2 separate regions of the Mus musculus genome follow, and region 2 is linked to region 1. The links are chromatin contacts, called in public Hi-C maps. All regions are on one chromosome and are shown on one strand. The core of a region is the stretch at or near the end of the contact, and the rest is flanking DNA. Distances in the headings are between cores, read along the strand shown. Region 1 holds the start of Lratd1 (LRAT domain containing 1). Region 2 has its middle 21 kb from the start of Gm36007.

The links. A called contact is a pair of places that touch in the nucleus more often than the background predicts.
Region 2: a contact with region 1 is called in a Hi-C map of colorectal tumor organoids, with 1.8 times the contacts expected there. The contact joins the enhancer-like site here to the promoter of Lratd1 in region 1. A contact is called at or near these places in 3 of 484 Hi-C or Micro-C datasets (colorectal tumor organoids, epidermal suprabasal cells and nephron progenitors), 1 of 115 datasets of contacts at active chromatin or transcription factors (intestinal crypt epithelium) and 1 of 9 other capture datasets (embryonic stem cells).

What each region holds. Positions count from the first base shown.
Region 1 is chr12:14,148,877-14,155,064 of GRCm38.p6, reverse strand. Lratd1 (LRAT domain containing 1) reads left to right here and starts at 3,027. Exons shown (of 2, transcript NM_029007.2): 1 at 3,027-3,243; 2 at 4,305-6,188. The coding sequence starts at 4,341. The coding sequence ends at 5,219.
Region 2 is chr12:14,209,900-14,216,087 of GRCm38.p6, reverse strand. No RefSeq gene overlaps it. Among named protein-coding and RNA genes, the nearest start is that of Gm36007, 21 kb to the left of the region's middle. Within about 2 kb of position 2,792, at least 8 of the 459 cell types and tissues checked have an H3K27ac peak or open chromatin away from gene starts, as enhancers often do. A contact at or near this core is called in colorectal tumor organoids and epidermal suprabasal cells, where this site is marked.

The sequences.
Region 1 (6,188 bases), core at 1,778-4,277:
GGCCATGCGCTTAGAAAATTAACACGAGACAATTTGCAAAAGATATCTTGTGGTGAACGTGGTCATTTCCAAATACTAGATTCTCTTTGTAATTGCCAAAGTTGACATAAAGTAGATGCATAGACCTCAATCTATTCTTGGATTCCTTCTTTCCTCTGTTTCATGATAATTCAGAGCTCCCTCACTACACTGAATACTTACTCCCATGTTGTGAATAAAATAATCAGCTTGTTAACCCCACAGGGGAGAGGGGATGAAAGAGAGAATCAAAATCTGCACACTAGATTTAAGATCCATGCAGTAACAAAGTTTCACTTGGAATATTCTCAGGAACATTAGGATACTAGGAAACAAAAAGCAGCCTGCCCACTCTGCACTCTGGGGTAGTAGGAGACACAACAGGTATTCTGAACAGCCTGCAGGCTACACTGGTGTGCCACTCTGACCTTGGGAATAGAGCCCTAAAAATACAGCTATTCAAAATCAAGGCCTGAGCTACCTTTAATGTATTCTTCTCACATACCACCTTAGATATCTTCCCAGCATCTCAGAGACCAGTTGATACTAAGAACGATAACCCTTCTTGATTTCATAAATTACTTGTTCAACTAACTCTCTTGACTTCCTAGACAGAAAAAAAAATGAGCTGTTTGTTATGTGTATCAAATATTAAAGTTGCCTTAAAACCTGTAGTTAGTGCTTTCAAGGAGGACAACTTATTTTCTAACAACTTCCATGTGGACTGCCCTGGTTACTCTTCTATTCCTGTGAATAGACACCATGACCAAGGCAACTTATAAAATAAAAGTATTTATTTGGGGGCTTACAGTTCCAGAGGGTGAGTCTTTGACCATTATGGTGGGAGCATGGCAACAGGAAGGCAGCATGGTGCTGGGGCAGTAGCTGGAAGCGTACATCCTTATCTACAGGCACAAAGGGGGGGGGGGGGCAGAGCCAGATAGAAAGACACAGAGAGACACATAGAAAGAGAGAGATAGACAGAGACAGAGAGATAGAGACACAGAGAGAACTGGGGGTGGCCTGTTTTTTTCAAAGCCCACCCACAGAGACATAGCTCTTCCATCCTGGCCACACTTCCTAATCCTTCTCAGAGTTCATCAATAATGACCAAGCATACCATTCCCATTCAAACCACTAATTGGACACTGGCCAATTTTCTAAATTAATTTAAGTAAATACTATACAGATGACTGATTTAAAACCAGTCTTTTTTCAGCAATACTTATCAAGTCTCTACTTTGATAAATCACTGCCCTTGCATGCTATGAAGGCAGACAACATTCGTGAAAATAATACAAACCTGAAGAGAAGGTGGAGGCTATGTACCTTGTAAAGAATCAGGCAGACAGCTCAGCACAGAAAGGTTGACACATTCTATGAACTTAGGCCCAATAACTAAAGTACTTGAAACACTTGCTTTTGTTGTTGCTGTTTTTCACACTGTGAAAACAAGATTTAGTCTATCAGCAAACACTGTAATTTATATAAAAAGTAAACTTTCTATGAACTTTGAGGAGGTTGTTGTTGCTGACTGACCCCAGGATATTTCCTTATTTGCTACAAAGCAGATTTTAGTGACTACCCTATAAAGGTCTGGGGGTTAAATTGCCTACTTGAACCTCTAAACACAGGGATGGTGGCCACTGTGGTCAATTTTCCTTTTGGTTACTACTGAAGCTCATTCTCTGTCAGTCATTGCCAGGGGGCCCAGAACTCAGCGGCATAGTCTGCAAGCCTAAGGCACACGTGTGCTTCAGGTTTGTAATGAAATGAAGTGGTCTGAGTTTGAATTATGGTCAACAGCTCCCAGAAGGGAAAGGAAGGGGCTATGGGGAAGGATGAGAGAGAGGAGGAGGGTGAAAGGAAGAGGGAAAGGGGAAGGAACATGGGGGAGGGGGGCGAAGAGAGAGAGACAGACAGACAGACAGACAGACACACAGACAGACAGACAATCATCTCAGAAGCCCTTCAGTGTAAAAGTGACATTAAAACCTGACCCAGAAACTCTAAGAACTCTTCCAAAGTTTAAGGCAGAAAAGTTTAGAAACTGTCTAGAATTTCCTTTTACGGAAGAAAGTCACTTTGTATCATCCAGTGTCCCTAGTGCGTTCATTCACTGAGTTCCCATCCTTAAGGACTAATGGACACTTTATCACACACACAAAACCAAACATGATTCCCTTAATTAGGACAGTTTTGGAATTGGGAAACACTTCTGTGCACTAATATCAGCTAGCATTTGAGATTCAGCCCTCTCACGGGAAACGGGAGGTTGAAGACAAAGGAACATTCAGAGAAGGTGCCAGCCAAAGCTCAGACTTTCTGGAAGCCTTTGACACCTACATGGTTCTCCTTTTAAAACCAGGCGCCGGCAATGGCGCTGGGTCAGCACTTTCACTTGGCTCAAAGGACAGGCGCTGAGCACCATCATGCAATTTCTAAGGCGGCTGTGACTGACAGGAACAGAAGCAACTGTGCGACAGCCGGGAGCCAAGCAAGACTCCGAAGTCCCATCAAAGCAACCTCAAATACGCGGTTCCTGGTTCCTAGCCACTCACAATGCCTTGGCCACGCAGAGCGTTCTTTTTTTTTTTTTTTCTTTCTTTCTTCTTCTTCTTTTTTTTTTTTTTTTTTTTCCACCCCCAAACTCAGTTTTCCTTCTGGAATCTGTCCTCTTATAATACAGAACACGAACGCGGGCGGACTGTGTTCTCAGTTACTAGGGACTCGGTTGCAAAGGAGCAGCTGGGTGTACTAGCCACGCCCCTCTTATGCTCCCCACGGGTGCTCACACCTACGCTCCCAATGCGTTGAGGCTGGGGAATGCTGGGGGCTGGGCAGGGCGGAGCACAAAGGAAACCCGCCCCTGATTCCACCCCCAGCCGAGATTGGCAGGGCTCGGGGACGAGTCCTAGCCAATGGGCGCGTTCCGGGGCGGGCCTGGAAAACGGCTGTTCAAGGGATTTAAGAGTCGTCCGCGCGGCTGTAGGAAAGCGGAGTGGAGCCAGGACTTGCCAGGTGGAGCAGACGCCCAAGCCAGCGTAGACACGGAGCGCATCCGCACCGCTCTGGGTACCTCACCTCACTGCTCGTCTCCGGATAGATCGGAACCGCAGTCCCACGCGACTCCAGGACCCACTCGCCACTGCCGCCTCCACAGCACCCATGGGGACCTGGAGACTTTAAAAGGAGTTTGGGGTTTCGGGCGCAGGGAAATCACGGGTACGGAAAAGCCGCTTTCTTTGCCTTAAAAAATGGTTTTTCTTCGTCCGATTGTGTGAATTGTGTGCTGGGTTGAAGAGAGGGGCTCTTCGGGTTGAAAGTAGACGTCTTCACACACACACACACACACACACACACACACACACACACACACACACACACACCACTAATACTCACCATGGGTTTCGCCTTGCCTCCCCTGTCTCTTTGTTAGGTTATTTTAGACAGAGCAGCCTCGCCCTGGCGCAGTCCGATTGGCTCTATGAAAAAGGCAAGCAAGGAGAGGGCAGAGTGCACCTGCCTGCGTGGGCAGGTGTGTCCCAGTGCTTGAGAGTACGCGCATTGACAAGTGTGCAGGCGTTCGTCCGGAATTGTGTAGGAATTGGGGGTAGATGGTGCCAATGTGTGGTCTCCAAGATGTTTCATTGTGGGTGTATGACATTAGCATTGTGGGTGTATGTACCAGGCTGTCAGTGCCTGGACTCCAAGTGTGCAAAATGCTGATGGCAAGTGAATGCCTGCAAACGAGTCTTGCCCTTGTGAAAGAAGCTGTCGGGGATCGGGTGTGACCCAGTCCAAAACGAGTAGGTGGGCTACAAAGGATGGCGACCACAATGTGAGCTCAGCTTGCTGTATTTCGGGCCTTGGGGCTTCTCTTGACACCCTCCCTTCCTTCTGGGTATATCACCAATCTGCCACAACCTGCGCTCTCTTCGCCCACTTGAACCTTACATGCTCTCTAGCCCGCCTGTGGTTTCTACTGTGGAAGTTACCGGGCAGGGTTCCTGGGCAGAGTCAGAGGCTGGCTGAGCTGGTATGCTGTCTATTCTGGCCCTGAGACTGGTGCCTTTTTCTGTGCCCCCCCTTTTTTCTTTTCTTTCTTTCTTTTTTTTTCCCCCCCTTTTAACCCCAGGTCGGATCTGCAAAGTTGGCTGTCGCAGGCGACTCAGTGCCGGTGGTCAGGCAAGCTGCAGGCCCCTGGGGAACTGAACGCCTTGGGGAAGGGACACCAGGAGGGTCAACCCGGACTCTGATGGTGTCTATCCTCTCTCCCTCGGCAGATCTCAGTTGCTGGCCCTGGCCTCGCCGCGTCATTGATGGGCAACCAACTGGACCGCATCACCCACCTCAACTACAGCGAGTTGCCCACTGGGGACCCATCTGGGATTGAGAAGGACGAGCTGCGAGTCGGGGTTGCCTACTTCTTCTCGGATGAGGAGGAGGACCTGGACGAACGCGGGCAGCCGGACAAGTTTGGTGTGAAGGGCCCCCCAGGTTGCAGCCCTTGCCCAGAGAGCCCCAGCCGCCACCACCACCACCTGCTGCACCAGCTCGTCCTCAACGAGACTCAGTTCTCCGCCTTCCGGGGCCAGGAATGCATCTTTTCCAAAGTGACCGGCGGCCCTCAGGGCGCCGACTTGAGTGTCTACGCGGTCACTGCGCTGCCGGCGATCTGCGAGCCAGGCGACCTGCTAGAGCTCTTGTGGCTACAGCCGGCGACCGAGCAGCCCGCGCCAGCCCCTCACTGGGCCGTCTACGTGGGCGGCGGGCAGATCATCCACCTGCACCAAGGCGAGATCCGCCAGGACAGCCTGTACCAGGCGGGCGCGGCCAACGTGGGCCGGGTGGTGAATAGCTGGTACCGCTACCGCCCGCTGGTGGCCGAGCTAGTGGTGCAGAACGCCTGTGGCCACCTGGGCCTCAAGAGCGAGGAGATCTGCTGGACGAACTCCGAGAGCTTCGCTGCCTGGTGCCGCTTTGGAAAGCGCGAGTTCAAGGCTGGCGGGGAGGTCCCCGCAGGAACGCAGCCGCCGCAACAGCAGTATTATCTCAAAGTGCATCTGGAGGAGAACAAAGTCCACACGGCCCGGTTCCACAGCCTGGAGGACCTCATCCGCGAGAAGCGTCGCATAGACGCCAGTGGCCGCCTGCGAGTGCTGCAGGAGCTTGAGGACTTTGTGGACGACAAGGAGTAGCCTCAGAGGGGCAGCTCGGCGTGCCAGTTCCCACGCCCGGAGTTCCCTTTCGGTCCCCGCAGTTCTGCACCCCATGTTCCCCTAACGCGCCCGCCCAGGGCCAGCGGCTGGAAGCTTCGGGAACTCACCACCACCCACCGCACTGGGCGGGAGCAGCTGCGCGCTCCTAAGACAACCCTGGTGTTGGTGATCATGCCAGGGTAATCCAGCCTGCGCCTCTGCCCTGGGTTGTGAAGGGAAAGAGGGAGTGGGCAAAAGGGGAGCAAGGACACTACCTTTCCAGGGAGCCAAGGGTCAGTGACTCTTCTGCAGACAGGGCAAATATCCTTAGTCACAGGGAACCGTCACCCACCACCCCCAGATGTGCACACACAAACCAGTCGGAGGTGAGAGTTGGTCTTTTCAGGACACAATTCAACTCCCGAATGGAGAGTGGATGTGCCCCCGGATATCAGAATTCCCATGAAACCGAGCCTGTCTCTGTACTTTGGAGCACTTCAGGGACTCCAGGTTACCCTGAGGCTGCCTGGAACTGTCTTGCAGCTCTCCAGCCCAGAGTCTCCTGACAAAGCATTCCAGGCTGAGCTAGATAGGATTGACTTCTCAGTTTGAGCAACTGGAAGCCGATGCCATTCCCGGCTTGACCGACACTTGCCAGAAGGAAAGCCTTCTGGGTCCCGGGAGGAAAATGGTTGAAGCACCTTTTTGGGAGAGGAGGGCCTGCTGGCTCCGGAAAAGGAGCTAATTCACCTGGCCTGTGGGCACTTGAACTTAGGAAGGAGGAGGCTTTTTGCTCGGAAGCCCTTGATTGCTTCCCTTCTCACTCAGAGTCCTGTATTCAGCGGGACTGAAGGAGAGGGAGGCAGGGAAGATCTACAACATTCCAGAAACCAGCATTAGGACAGCCTAGCCAGTGTCTTTAGTTTGGCTTTTCCTAACTAGAAGGCAGGAGGCAGGAGGCAGGTGGAG
Region 2 (6,188 bases), core at 1,543-4,042, 61 kb before region 1:
CTTTTCATTTCAATTTATCCTGTCTGGAATCTCTCTCACAGATAGGTCCACAGGTTTGTCTTTTATCTTGTAGGTGATTCTAGATCCTGTCCAGTTGAAAGTCATTATTAATGATCAAAAATGCGTTGAGGGGTGAATTTCATATTCAAGCACAGATTCCTGCCAGGCAGTTGGATATATGATTCTTGAACTCAATGAGGGAGCTAAGACTATGGATGTGTACACTGAGGATATGATGGAACAGGAGGAACCATTGGAGGAGTGTAGATTGAAATCAAAAGTTAACAGACAAAGGGATTTCAAATTTTGGCTTGGTGAAGAAGAGTCACACAAATACTGAATCCTTATGAGCCTAAAAGCAATGACAGGGCATGTCATTCTTCTATTTGTTCAATAAACATCTTCAAGGTGTGGATTACTTATGGGTCTTGGATCTCAGTATTAACGCTGCTGAGATGAACTCACTTCACATGACCTTTATGCTCATGATCGTCATGTGATCGTGTGGTCCAGAAAATGAGATAATTGTGCCACATATTGGGATTGTGAGGAGTTAAGGTGTAGAGAACAGTATTCTTGAGAATGGTGACTTCTAATGTGGCACATGACAGGAGTGTAGGAATGAAGCTGTAAGAGCCTCAAGGTTATTTTATTCCCATCAAAGCCTCTTCAGGATGGAATAGTGTACATGGACATTGCATAGAATGCAAGAGATTAGTTAGCACACATAAAGTACCAATTAAAATTCCATGTTAACTACACTTACTTAAGGTTGATAGGAATGTTTCTAGTGCTTTAACTCAGGGTATGCACAGATATGTTGAAAAAGGAATTGTGATGAAGAAGAATACAAATTAGGACATGACAGTGCATGTGAGTGAATTTGAGTGGTTGCTTGGATATGGCATAGACTGTCACAGAGCAGGGGAGAAAGAAAATTGGCCCTATCCAAATTACACAACATAGACTCAAACAGACAGGAGAGTATGAAATGGGGAATGTTGAGGGGAAAGCAGAAGTTTTGCAGGAATCGTTTGTTAATGCCTCAAGCAACCAGATGAATCTTGTTTCCACTCACTGGGCTAAGAGAGCTGCCTCTGAGCTAGTAATGCAGTTCAAGCTCCAGCTGCTCTTCTTTCTGTTTCCTGTGAGCTGAGTGGGGTCATCTGATATACCAGGGAGTGTGTGTGTGTGTGGAGGGGTGTTATATAACCCTATCAATCTCACTTTTTCAACTTGCAAAATATGAATTATCAGTATTTTTAAATGATTTCTCAGAGGATAAAAGTAACAATGTTCACAAAACCCATGTTAACCTGTGTTATGCACCATGTGGAAGGCAGATTTATGGTCCCTAAAGCTATCTATATCCAAATCCCAGAACCCCAAGGTTCTGTTATCTTATACACAAAGGTAATTAAGTTTGCAGGTGGAATTGTTTTGCCAATCAGATGACCTTTAGAAGTGAGAGCATCCTAGGCTATCTGACAAAGCAAGAAATGGCCACATAAGATAAAAAATAAAAGCAGAGCTAGAGCAGCATGTAGACACATCTGATATTATAGCGTTAGATACAGGATCAGAAAGGAATGAGTCAGGAAATATGTGTAGTTTCTAAAACGGACAGGGCCTAACAGACAGATTCTCACTACAACCTGTAAAATGACTCACAGCCTATCCACACCTTGCTGTTCATCTTTGGAGACCCATCTCACTTTCTCCACACAGGCTATGAAGTAATATGAATCATTTTTAAGCCACTACATTTGTGGAAGGTTTAAGTAGAAACTTAGCACACAGTGCAATAAACTTTAACAACACTAAAATTGTTATTATTATAGCTCGACAAGGGAAGGAAGGGGAACAGTCGAGGTAGATGCAAAAATGGTTGGATTTTTGTCTACAAAGTAATTACTGATATACAGGGACGAGAAGATGGCAGACATGTTTGGGAAGCAGCAAATGGTGATATGGGCCTTGGTTAGGCCATAAGGGAAGACGATTGCAAAACTAAGACTTTGTATCAGGTGAGATATTTAATATGATTCCACCCTCATTCAAAGTGATTGTTAATTTTGGATAATCCACACAGTCCCTCAGCCAACCTCCCCACTACCCTCTTTTATTTCCTTTATGCTAGGATTCCATTTGAATTGAATGTAGGGAATCAAAGGTACAATGTTTTGAGAGATGCCTGAGGATTCTGCTATCAGGAATGAGGACTATTAAAGGCGACTTAAACATGTGTGGGGTCCTCTCAAGCCATGTCACTGCAATCAAATTAGGGAATCACTTATGAAGATGGTAGACTTGAGGTAGAAAATTGTCCAGGTTAGACACAGTTTATTGGCAAGAATTGACTTTGTTGTTACTGTGTTCAAAACAAGATGAATTTGTCTGGGAAAGATTTCTCAATGTCTGTGACATGGGAAGGGCTGTCCTACCCAGCTCTCCTTGCAGATTGTTGAGATCAAAGAGGAAATATGAAGGAACTTTGTAACCAGAAAAGAATGAGGCATCTGCTTCCAGCAGTCACTAGACTCAGGGCTCCTAGCAGCCCCTCATTCCTGCTTAGGCTTCTGTGTTGTCTGTTAGCAAGTTTAATCACATATACACACATCATAAAGCTGTCCCTTTATTTCTGCTTCTCCTTGTCTCCCCGGTGTTTACTGTTCCCTTCCCAATCAGCTGCCTACTTTGATCACTGTTTTGCTTTCTTGTTAAACAGATCTCTGAAACTCACTTATTTTCGGATCAGTTCCACAATCCTAATTGCTCATGCAAAACCTCAAAGCCTGTCACAGAAAGCCCAGGGGGAGAAGACTCACCTGGGAAGTATGAGCAGGCAGCAAGACTGATGTGTGAAACCAAAGAGTTTTACTACAATAAATGTTCATTTTGGGTTTCATTTTCTGTTCTAGAACCAAGGAAAAATAAAGGCAACAAAGTATCGAGAAGCAATTTCATTGGTTATATGCCAATGATAATTTCATAATTAATTGATATGACTGTTCCTAAAATTAAATGTTCAGAGTAAGTTTCAGGGGTTTGATTTGTATTGAGTTCATCTTTCCTTTTCATAACCCCATTTGATTATTTGTATGCCATAAAATACCTACCGCTTCTACCATGAAACCACTTCTGTCACATACAAATAAAGAAATCCTATTTAAAACCATAGCATTCCAGAGCTCTGGCCAGATAGCACGTTGGCTCATGTCCAGAAGGATCAAACAGGTAAGTTTACTCATCAAGCTGCTGCCTGACATTAATATGCCCTGCTAGGCTACACACCCACTGGGAGGATTAACCTGCAACAGTAATGAAGTCTGGAGCATATTCAGGCAGGAAAACAGCCATCTGCAGATGGAGCAGGCGTATACAGGAACATAAGTATAATACCAGTATCATATCTACCCATGGCCTACTTAAACATAAGATCTGTCCTGAGCATCCAAGCAAAAGGGTCTGTGTCTCAGTAGAGCGTCTCACGGATGGTGGTCCTCTCATGGTCCCTTCTTGCCTAATGCATGTACCTCTGGCCCACCTTTTGGCTGCTCTTAAACATCAACTCTCTACCAATAATTACTTAGGAAAAAGGAATGTTTCTGTTTCCTCTCAAACAAATAAACAAAAAAAAAAAGTGAAACCTGGAAGTATGTGTTTCAATATTCTTTTTTGCAAAGTCCCAGAGAGCTGTACTGGCTTGCTGAGTACGGCCACCTGAAAGATACTATGTCATCTCCTGGGTCTCCGTTTCTGTGTCTTTGTTATCTATGTAACCAACAAGGCTTTATGTCTCAGAATAGGAATACGGGTAGATAGGAAAAAGCCCTTCATAGCTCTCATGAAAATAAATCCCCGTCATGATCAATGGCACTTCTCACATAGTTAAAACAATCAAAACAAGTGGAATCGCTTCTGAGAAAGTTTCAAAATCACACTTTAAAGCTAGGAAGTGTCATTTCTACATTCAGAATCTCAGAGAAAATCCCAGGAGGCCACTTCTGTTAAATTGGTATATGCTTGTCATCCTGGGTCTCTCTTTTATCTGTCACTCAGGATTCCACCATGCTGGCATGGGACCATCTGGGTTGAGAACTCAGTCTTAGCACTCAGAAATTAAGCTTGTTAATGAGCAATTCAATGTCTCTTTCTTATACACACACACACACACACACCCCAGAAACTGCTTTCTGCCTTCCTCATTCTCTTTGCTCCTGTCCAGGTAAAGATACAGTGTCCAGATAGGTAAAATGGTAAGCAAGAAAGCACCTTGACTACTCTAAGCACCGTCTTGGGCTACTTTTCTTATCATGATTCTTTACACTCATTGCCCATCACCTCAGCTGCCTTCCTTGTAAACTCATCCCTCAACAGTTGTAAGCACAGTGAAGTCCATTTTTCTTTGACTGTCTGGATGATATGAATGCATTCCGCTATGATCCCATTAGAATAGATGCTATCACTTTATGATAGTTCCTCACGCTTTTTGCACTGATGCTCTTCCATGAGCTACTTTCACACAAGGATTTGTGTTCTTCATGAGAATACAGGGCAAGCAGAGTCAATCCATCCTAAATCTTTAGTGACTAGCAAAAAGGATGGAGAGCACATGAGCAACTCAAAGTGAGAAAGTTGCTATAGGCAGCCAAGGCTAGCCATTGAAGTAAGAAAACTGGCTTCAGAGATAAACTAGAACAAAGATCTCCTGTCCTGACCATACCTCAAAATTCTCCCAACATGTCAGAGAGCAAGTGAGCACAGATGAGTGAGAGAGAGAGAGAGAGAGAGAGAGAGAGAGAGAGAGAGAGAGAGAGAAAGAATTCTACAAATTCATTCCTCATAGTGTAGGACTATAAATTCGAGATGAGTTCATCTTAAAATAGTTAAGGAAATCATGGACCAAGAAAGAGAAATGAGTTGAAGAAAGTAATGCAGCTGATCTTCTTTTCAGATGAGGTCACACAAACCCTTAATATGGACCCTGCATATTTGTACAACCAAGATGACAGAGCCATCATGTAAAGAAAGCAAGCGGGTCAACTGAGAATTGACTGCATGACTGGTTCTTCTATTGAAATACCTTGAGAACTCAAAGTGCAATGAATGGCACCATTGTCCTCCTGCACAAAATTAATACACCACTTGACAGAGAAGTTCTGCATCTATATATACTTCCACAGCTCACTGAGTCCTCTATTTCCATCATGCAAGGGAGAATCCAGTGACTTCAGAACTCTGAAGTCCTTCCTTCAATTTCAAACTCTTATTACAGGTAACCAAAGGACCACATTTAAATTCCACAAAATAAAATAAAACGCACACACACGCACACACACACACACACACACACACACACACACACACACACATTGCTTCTCAGTACCACAGGTAGATAAGAGCATATCACAAAAACAAACAAAAAATGTGTGGCTAATAATCTTGAATTATAAGTGTAGAAAACAATACACACTTTTGAACCAGGCTATACATTCCTAGTCCATCTTTTAGTAGCAATGTTGACCTATTTTCTTTAGCTATAGCTCTTGAATTTAATTTCCTAATCTAAGAATGGAGATGATAATCAATATTTTTCCATTGTGGCATCATTCTATGTATGTATAATTTCTCTGTCAAGTTGTAGAGGAATTTTAGTCTAGCAACATGGCTGCTCTGGCAAGGGATCACAGCGAAAGGCCTTCTAGGTCTAAGTGATCAAGCTGGAATGACATACCTTTAATCTCTCTGGCTAGAATTCTGAAAAGTCCTTAATCCCCAACAATGGAGGTAAAGTTAGTTTGTAGAAAGAAGCAGTCATATTTGGAAGTGACATCTAATTGAAGGGCTGACAAATGGGGAATTAGGAGAATATTTGACAGAATGAGTCAGAGATAGGATATACCCAGCTTTCACAAGAATAGACAAGAAAGACAGGGTACTGCAACATGAGTCAGGAATGGAGGGCAGTTCACTAAAGGCAATTAAGTTGAGTTCAGGGAATGCATTGGAGTTGAGTTGAGTTGATTTGAGTTGCATTCAGTTCAGTTGAGTTCAGGTCAGTTCAATTCTGCTGAGTTCAGCTGAGTTCAGTTGAGTTCAGTTCAGTTGAATGCAGTTAAGTTTGAGCAATCAGTGCAGTTCAGTTTATGGAATTCAGAGGCAAATTTTCCAAGAAGAGCTGTTCA